2 separate regions of the Mus musculus genome follow, and region 1 is linked to region 2. A link is a contact called in public HiChIP or PLAC-seq data. All regions are on one chromosome and are shown on one strand. The core of a region is the stretch at or near the end of the contact, and the rest is flanking DNA. Distances in the headings are between cores, read along the strand shown.

Region 1 (2,700 bases), core at 165-2,664, 440 kb after region 2:
CTGTTGTGTCAAACTGCATGATAAAAGCCAATTAGGGAAGAAGGAAATAATTTTGGCTTAGAGTTTGAGGGTACAATCCATCATGACAAGGCAAGTATGGAAGTGACAAAGGATTAAGTTGTCATTAATTTGTTACATTTGATGTTTACAAGGAAGCACAGAGTGATAAATGCTGGCCCTTTGAGGGCTTTCTCCCTGAGCCCATAAAACAGTGCCTTGTACAGTCAGGGCAGATCATATTGCCCTAGTTAAACCTTTTGAGAAACAGCCTCATAGACAAAGCCAGATATACTTCTATGGTGGTTTTTAATCCAGGCAAAGTGACAGTGAGGACTCTCCATCATGCTATGGTCACTGCCAACCACTGGGGTTTCTTTTTATGAGAAGAAAGTTCCCTTTTCTAGGATCTTATGAACTCTGAAGTTTTTTTGGGTTCATGTTTTGAGTTCATGTAACCATAACCTATAAAACAGAGACAACGGTGTCACAATTATGACCATGACACCTTTCTCTGGCTGAGGATAATCTCTCTCCTTTTTTCTGAGGACCACTGTGTGCTCTTCCTGAAAGATGAGTATGCATCTATGTTTCCGTGCTAGAGGACACATGCCATATATCACCCATCCGTTATTTTGGAAGTTTCTGTTCTCCTACATTATTGCCCTTATAAGAAAACACCTATAGTTGTAATCAGACAATACATTGAAGACTAAAGCAGTACCTTCAGAACTCACACTCTGCTAATTAGGATTGTAGGATTCAGGTAAAATCCCTAGATAAGAACTTGGGCAGAGATGATCATTAGAGCCCAGAAGGAAGGACTTATGAATCCACAATTATATCAACCTGTACAAATGGTAAGCTCTTCGTTGACTCCAGATCAGATATGGATGAAAATATATATACAAATAAAGGTATCTGTATTCATGCTGTTGCTTTAAGACCCCGGCCTTTAGTGAGAGCTTCCATTTTCCCAGAGCAGTTCAAATGAACATGGAATTGGAAACAGATGTGGGCTCTAGCATGTTATTGCACAAGGGCGAGTGGGGCATTGGGAGGGGAAGGAGGGGGAGGTGGCAGGAACCAAGTGAAGGGACCTTCAGCAGCCCCAGGACTCTCATCACTCGAGGGGGTCTGAACTCCAAATTCCACCAGCCTGCACTCTGAAAATGAACTCCTAACAGAAAACAGATGGGAGTGGACCTGGAGCTGGAGGATGGGAAGGAGAGGGAGACAGGATGAGGAGAGTTTCGCTAGGAGAGTTAGACAGCCAGCATTTTTAAGTCGGGAGTGTAAAACATGAGTTTATTAACATTACTAGTGTAAAGAAATAGAAGTCCTTGAGGAGCTGATAGGAGCTGGGGTTGAGTCTTAGGTAAGACACTTGCAGCCTGCTGTGGATAGAGTCCTCCTCCCCCCCCTTCCTTTTCCTCTCTGCTGTGGGGAACCAATGATATTCAGTTTCCAAGAGCCAAGGGGATCAAGCCAGATGATCTTTTTTTTTTTTTTTTTTTTTTTCCTTTCCTCCTGCCTGGGAAACATCTCATCGAAACAGACCACTTGCTTTGGCAAATGCCAGTAGTCCCGATAAATCAAACTCCCTGGAATCAGCTCAGTCTTCCTGTTACTTTCCATCAGGGCTTTGTCTGCTCTGAGACATGCCAAGGAGCTTCTGCAGTCGGGAGAGGGGACTGATCCAGAACACAGTCTGGACAGCAGCACATCCACAGTACATCCAGCCTGGGAACGTGCACTAATTCACTTCTGCCTCTTCACCCGCTGATCAAAGACTGAAAGTTTCCAGAGCTGAACATCTCTCTCTCTCTCTCTCTCTCTCTCTCTCTCTCTCTCTTTCTCTCTCTCTTTCTCTCTCTCTCTCCCATCTCTCTCATTTCTCTCTCCTTCTTCTTTTCCCTCTGTCCCTCATCCTTGCCTCACTCCTTCCCTCCATCCTTCTTTTCCTCCTTTCTTCCTTCCTTCCCTTCTTCCCCCTTTGAAAAGCTCAACCATTTCTCCTTGGTAACCGAGGGAAAGAAGCAGATGCAGAGCATTAGATAAGACTGTAACACTTCTGAGGCAGACAATACTTTGGGGGCTTCCTGTGGTGGGAGGTGAGATCTTTGAGCTTGCATTAAATGCTTGGGGAGTCTTGTTTGGCCCTTGATATGTTTGTTTGACAAGAGAGTTTTATGTGTTCTTTGACAGACTATGTACTCATACTTAGAGAAAGAGAGATGTGGTAATGTGTGAAGACATTTTAGTTGTCCTAGTTTGGAAAGGTTTACTATGATACTTCTCTGTGGTTTGTGGCAGGTTTAGCAGCATTCTTTAATCCACAGGTCACTATTCCAGACCAATGAATTATCTGACTAGAAATACCATTTCAACATGCCTGAATAATCCTTGTGACAATATGAAGGCAAAGTTGTTATAACTATATATAATTCAAAAAGCCTTTTTAAATTTTATTTCTTAATTCTTCATTTTATATTTTTTAGATTCTAATATAATCACATCATTTCTCCCTTTCCTTTCCTACTTTCCTTATCCTTACTTGATTTCTTTCAAATTTATGACCTATTTTTCATTAATTATTCTTACAAACATATACATATGTATGCATTTGTGTGTATACATGTGTATGCATATGTATGTGTGCGTGTATGTGTGTTTGTGTGTGTGTATGTGTATTTGAGAATT
Region 2 (2,700 bases), core at 179-2,678:
CCCAGGATGGTGGGCGCCGGGCACTTGTTTTCAGGGGCAGAGAAGGTGGTTTATTAGGTCAGAGTCCATGGGCTGGAGAAGCAACGCCACTCACCACCACCTACGGTGTCAGGTGCCTCTGCCTGTGCAGGTCTGTCCTCTGCTTTAAGACTGGGGGGCTGCCTCCATCTCCCTCCTTTCCTCCCTTCTCCGAAACCACCTTTAACAAGGCAATCCCACAGCTTCTCCAGCAGCCAATGTGTTTCTGATAAAGTACTTTTCTCCCTACTAACAAATTCCAGCTTTTTTGACTCCTGAAGCCACAACACAGGCACTCACTACTTCAGGGACTAGGTACTTGTTCTCTGGCACATGCGTTTCCCTTGCTGATTCAGACCTCTTTCTTCACTCTCCCCATTTTCTCTGAACACCAGTGCAGGGAGGGTAAAAGAAATGAACAGGAGGAAGAGATCCCCAACCAGGGCACCAGGGCAGTCAAGGGAGGGAGGGAGGGAGGGAGGGAGGGAGGGAGGGAGGGAGGGAGGGAGGGAGGGAGGGACTCTCAGAAGGGCAGGAGCCAGTAGATGCCAGAGGACACTCACCTTAAAAGACACCCTTACCAACAAAGCCGAGAGAGCTCTAGGATGTCCTGGCTGTGGATGCAACAGTATTCTATGACCCAGCTCTGTGGAACTTTGACAATGAAGAATTAAACCTGATGGTTCTTCTTTGCTCAAAGCTCAGATGCAGCCTCTGCTCAGGCACACCGGAACCTCTGCTGCAGCCGCCAGAATTTTCACAGCAGCCTTCCTAGCTTGCCGTGGTGGTCCGTGGTCCAGTCAGCTCTGTGCATCCCCCCTACCTCTTCCTCCTTTGGCTTTCCCCTCTGGTAATTTGATTTCCGGTTTCTTATCAATATTTCAACTGCTGTCTGACAGAATTGTTCTAAAAAGACAGCCACCCATCTGTCCCCAGCTGCCTTTCCAGAAACCTCCTGTTGTTACCAGGAAATCTCTAGGAATACTTAGAAACCACACAGCATCACACACAGACACACAGACTAAAGAGCCCAGGCTGAACACTTCTGGGAAAGTTTGAATGTATTGCTATGTAAATAATGGCTCTCCAGACTTGGCCTTCTAGTAGCACACACACTCATGCCCATTCAGGCTCCTGTTTTCCCACTTTCCCCTTATCTGATCCTCTCAGGAATACATTCTCCGGCTACCTTCTCTTTCAGAGCTGGGCAAAATACAGCCACCAGGGAGATATCTCTATGTTGAGTCTTTTCTCAGGAGCTCAGGCATTGAAAAGCACTCACTAACAAGTTGTTTTGGCCTCAACTTCTGTTTTCTTGGGATTTAAAATGTTACTCGTTTCTTCTCTTTCCCCTTGTAGAAGGGCCTTGGACAGGGCTCAGGTTTCAGAGACCTTGGTCTGATCAGATGCCTTCCCCTGCCCCCAACAGGCTATTCCCCAAGGATGCCTGGCAATGTGGTCCAGTTGCCTTTTGTATAATGGGCTGGGCAGATTTCACATTTTTACACTCCCCTTCAAGAGTCTCCAGGGGAAACTGCTCACCTGGCCTGCCTGGATCTCTCTCTTAGGGACCACAGTAGTGAGTCTTAGATTTTTAGTTAGGTATCTGGGCAAAGGCAGGGGCAACAGAAAGTGGAGATGGAGGCATAGTAATTTGTAAAAATAGCAGCAGGCGCACACTTTTGTGCTGTTCCTTCCCTTCCTTCTGGAGTGCCCAGATTCCTGGGTGCTTTGGTTCTGGAATCTTTACAAAGCTAGTTTAGCATCATTCCCCTGAACTCCCTGCTTTCCCTACAGACTCTGGACATTTCTAACCAAAAGGCATGGGACAGAATTCCATATCAGGAGAAAGCATACTTTATCTGCCCAGATCTGCCCGCGTGGGGGGCTCTGCTCAAGACTGGAGGGCGTTATTCATTATTTCCTTCTCAACAATATCCCGATTTTCTCTCCCGTCCCTCCCCCAAAGCGCCACATATTGAAACATTTTGCTCCTTAATAAGAGCAGACCCAAGAGCTAGAAGGTGAAAGGCCAGGCTGGGACTGGTGACTGGAGCAGCCCGGGATCTTTGCCCACAACCACGTTGCCCCTCCCTACACATTCCTGACTGTAGCTTAGGAAAACAAGACCTCAGAGGAAGGGAGGGGGCTAACAGTCCGGAGCCAGGGTCCCTGGAATTCTGCTCTTAGGATTCTTGGGGAGATGTCGTCTTTCCCAAAGGGACAGCATACTATTTCAAACAATGGTCAATAGAAATTACTGTCTACATGTACATCCCGTGTTCTTAAAGATAAGCTTTCTTTAGGAAAGTAGAGAGGTCTGAAGGGCTTCAGGTATTCTAGAGGAAATGAGAGCCAAACAAATTGTTTAGTGCCTTACCATCCCTGGTCGGTCCCCCCCCCCCAACCCCAGCCCTCCGTCTTCCGTCTTCCTATTTATTTATCTATTTCTATATTTTTCAGGATTGATAGTAGGGGTTGGACCAATGGCTGGGCAAGTGCTCTATATCAAAGCCTTCTTTTCACTTTTAATTTTGAGACAGGTTCTCATTAAGTTGTCCAGGCCAGTCTTGAACTTGAGCTCCTCCAATGCAAGCCTCCCAAGATCACAGGTTTGTTACCAGCTCCTGCCTTTTTAAAAGGGAGACTAGTAAGAGGCCACCGACTTACTGTTCAGCAGTC

What was found. HiChIP or PLAC-seq counts read pairs in DNA pulled down with a chosen protein or histone mark.
Region 1: a contact with region 2 is called in an H3K4me3 HiChIP or PLAC-seq map of embryonic limb bud, with 4 times the contacts expected there. The contact joins two enhancer-like sites. A contact is called at or near these places in 4 of 115 datasets of contacts at active chromatin or transcription factors (craniofacial prominence, effector CD8 T cells, embryonic limb bud and 1 more) and 2 of 9 other capture datasets (adipose tissue and liver).

Annotation. Positions count from the first base shown.
Region 1 is chr9:32,985,922-32,988,621 of GRCm38.p6, forward strand. No RefSeq gene overlaps it. Among named protein-coding and RNA genes, the nearest start is that of Gm27166, 45 kb to the right of the region's middle. Within about 2 kb of position 1,415, at least 52 of the 459 cell types and tissues checked have an H3K27ac peak or open chromatin away from gene starts, as enhancers often do. A contact at or near this core is called in craniofacial prominence and embryonic limb bud, where this site is marked.
Region 2 is chr9:32,548,698-32,551,397 of GRCm38.p6, forward strand. No RefSeq gene overlaps it. Among named protein-coding and RNA genes, the nearest start is that of Fli1, 8.6 kb to the left of the region's middle. Within about 2 kb of position 1,429, at least 37 of the 459 cell types and tissues checked have an H3K27ac peak or open chromatin away from gene starts, as enhancers often do. A contact at or near this core is called in craniofacial prominence and embryonic limb bud, where this site is marked.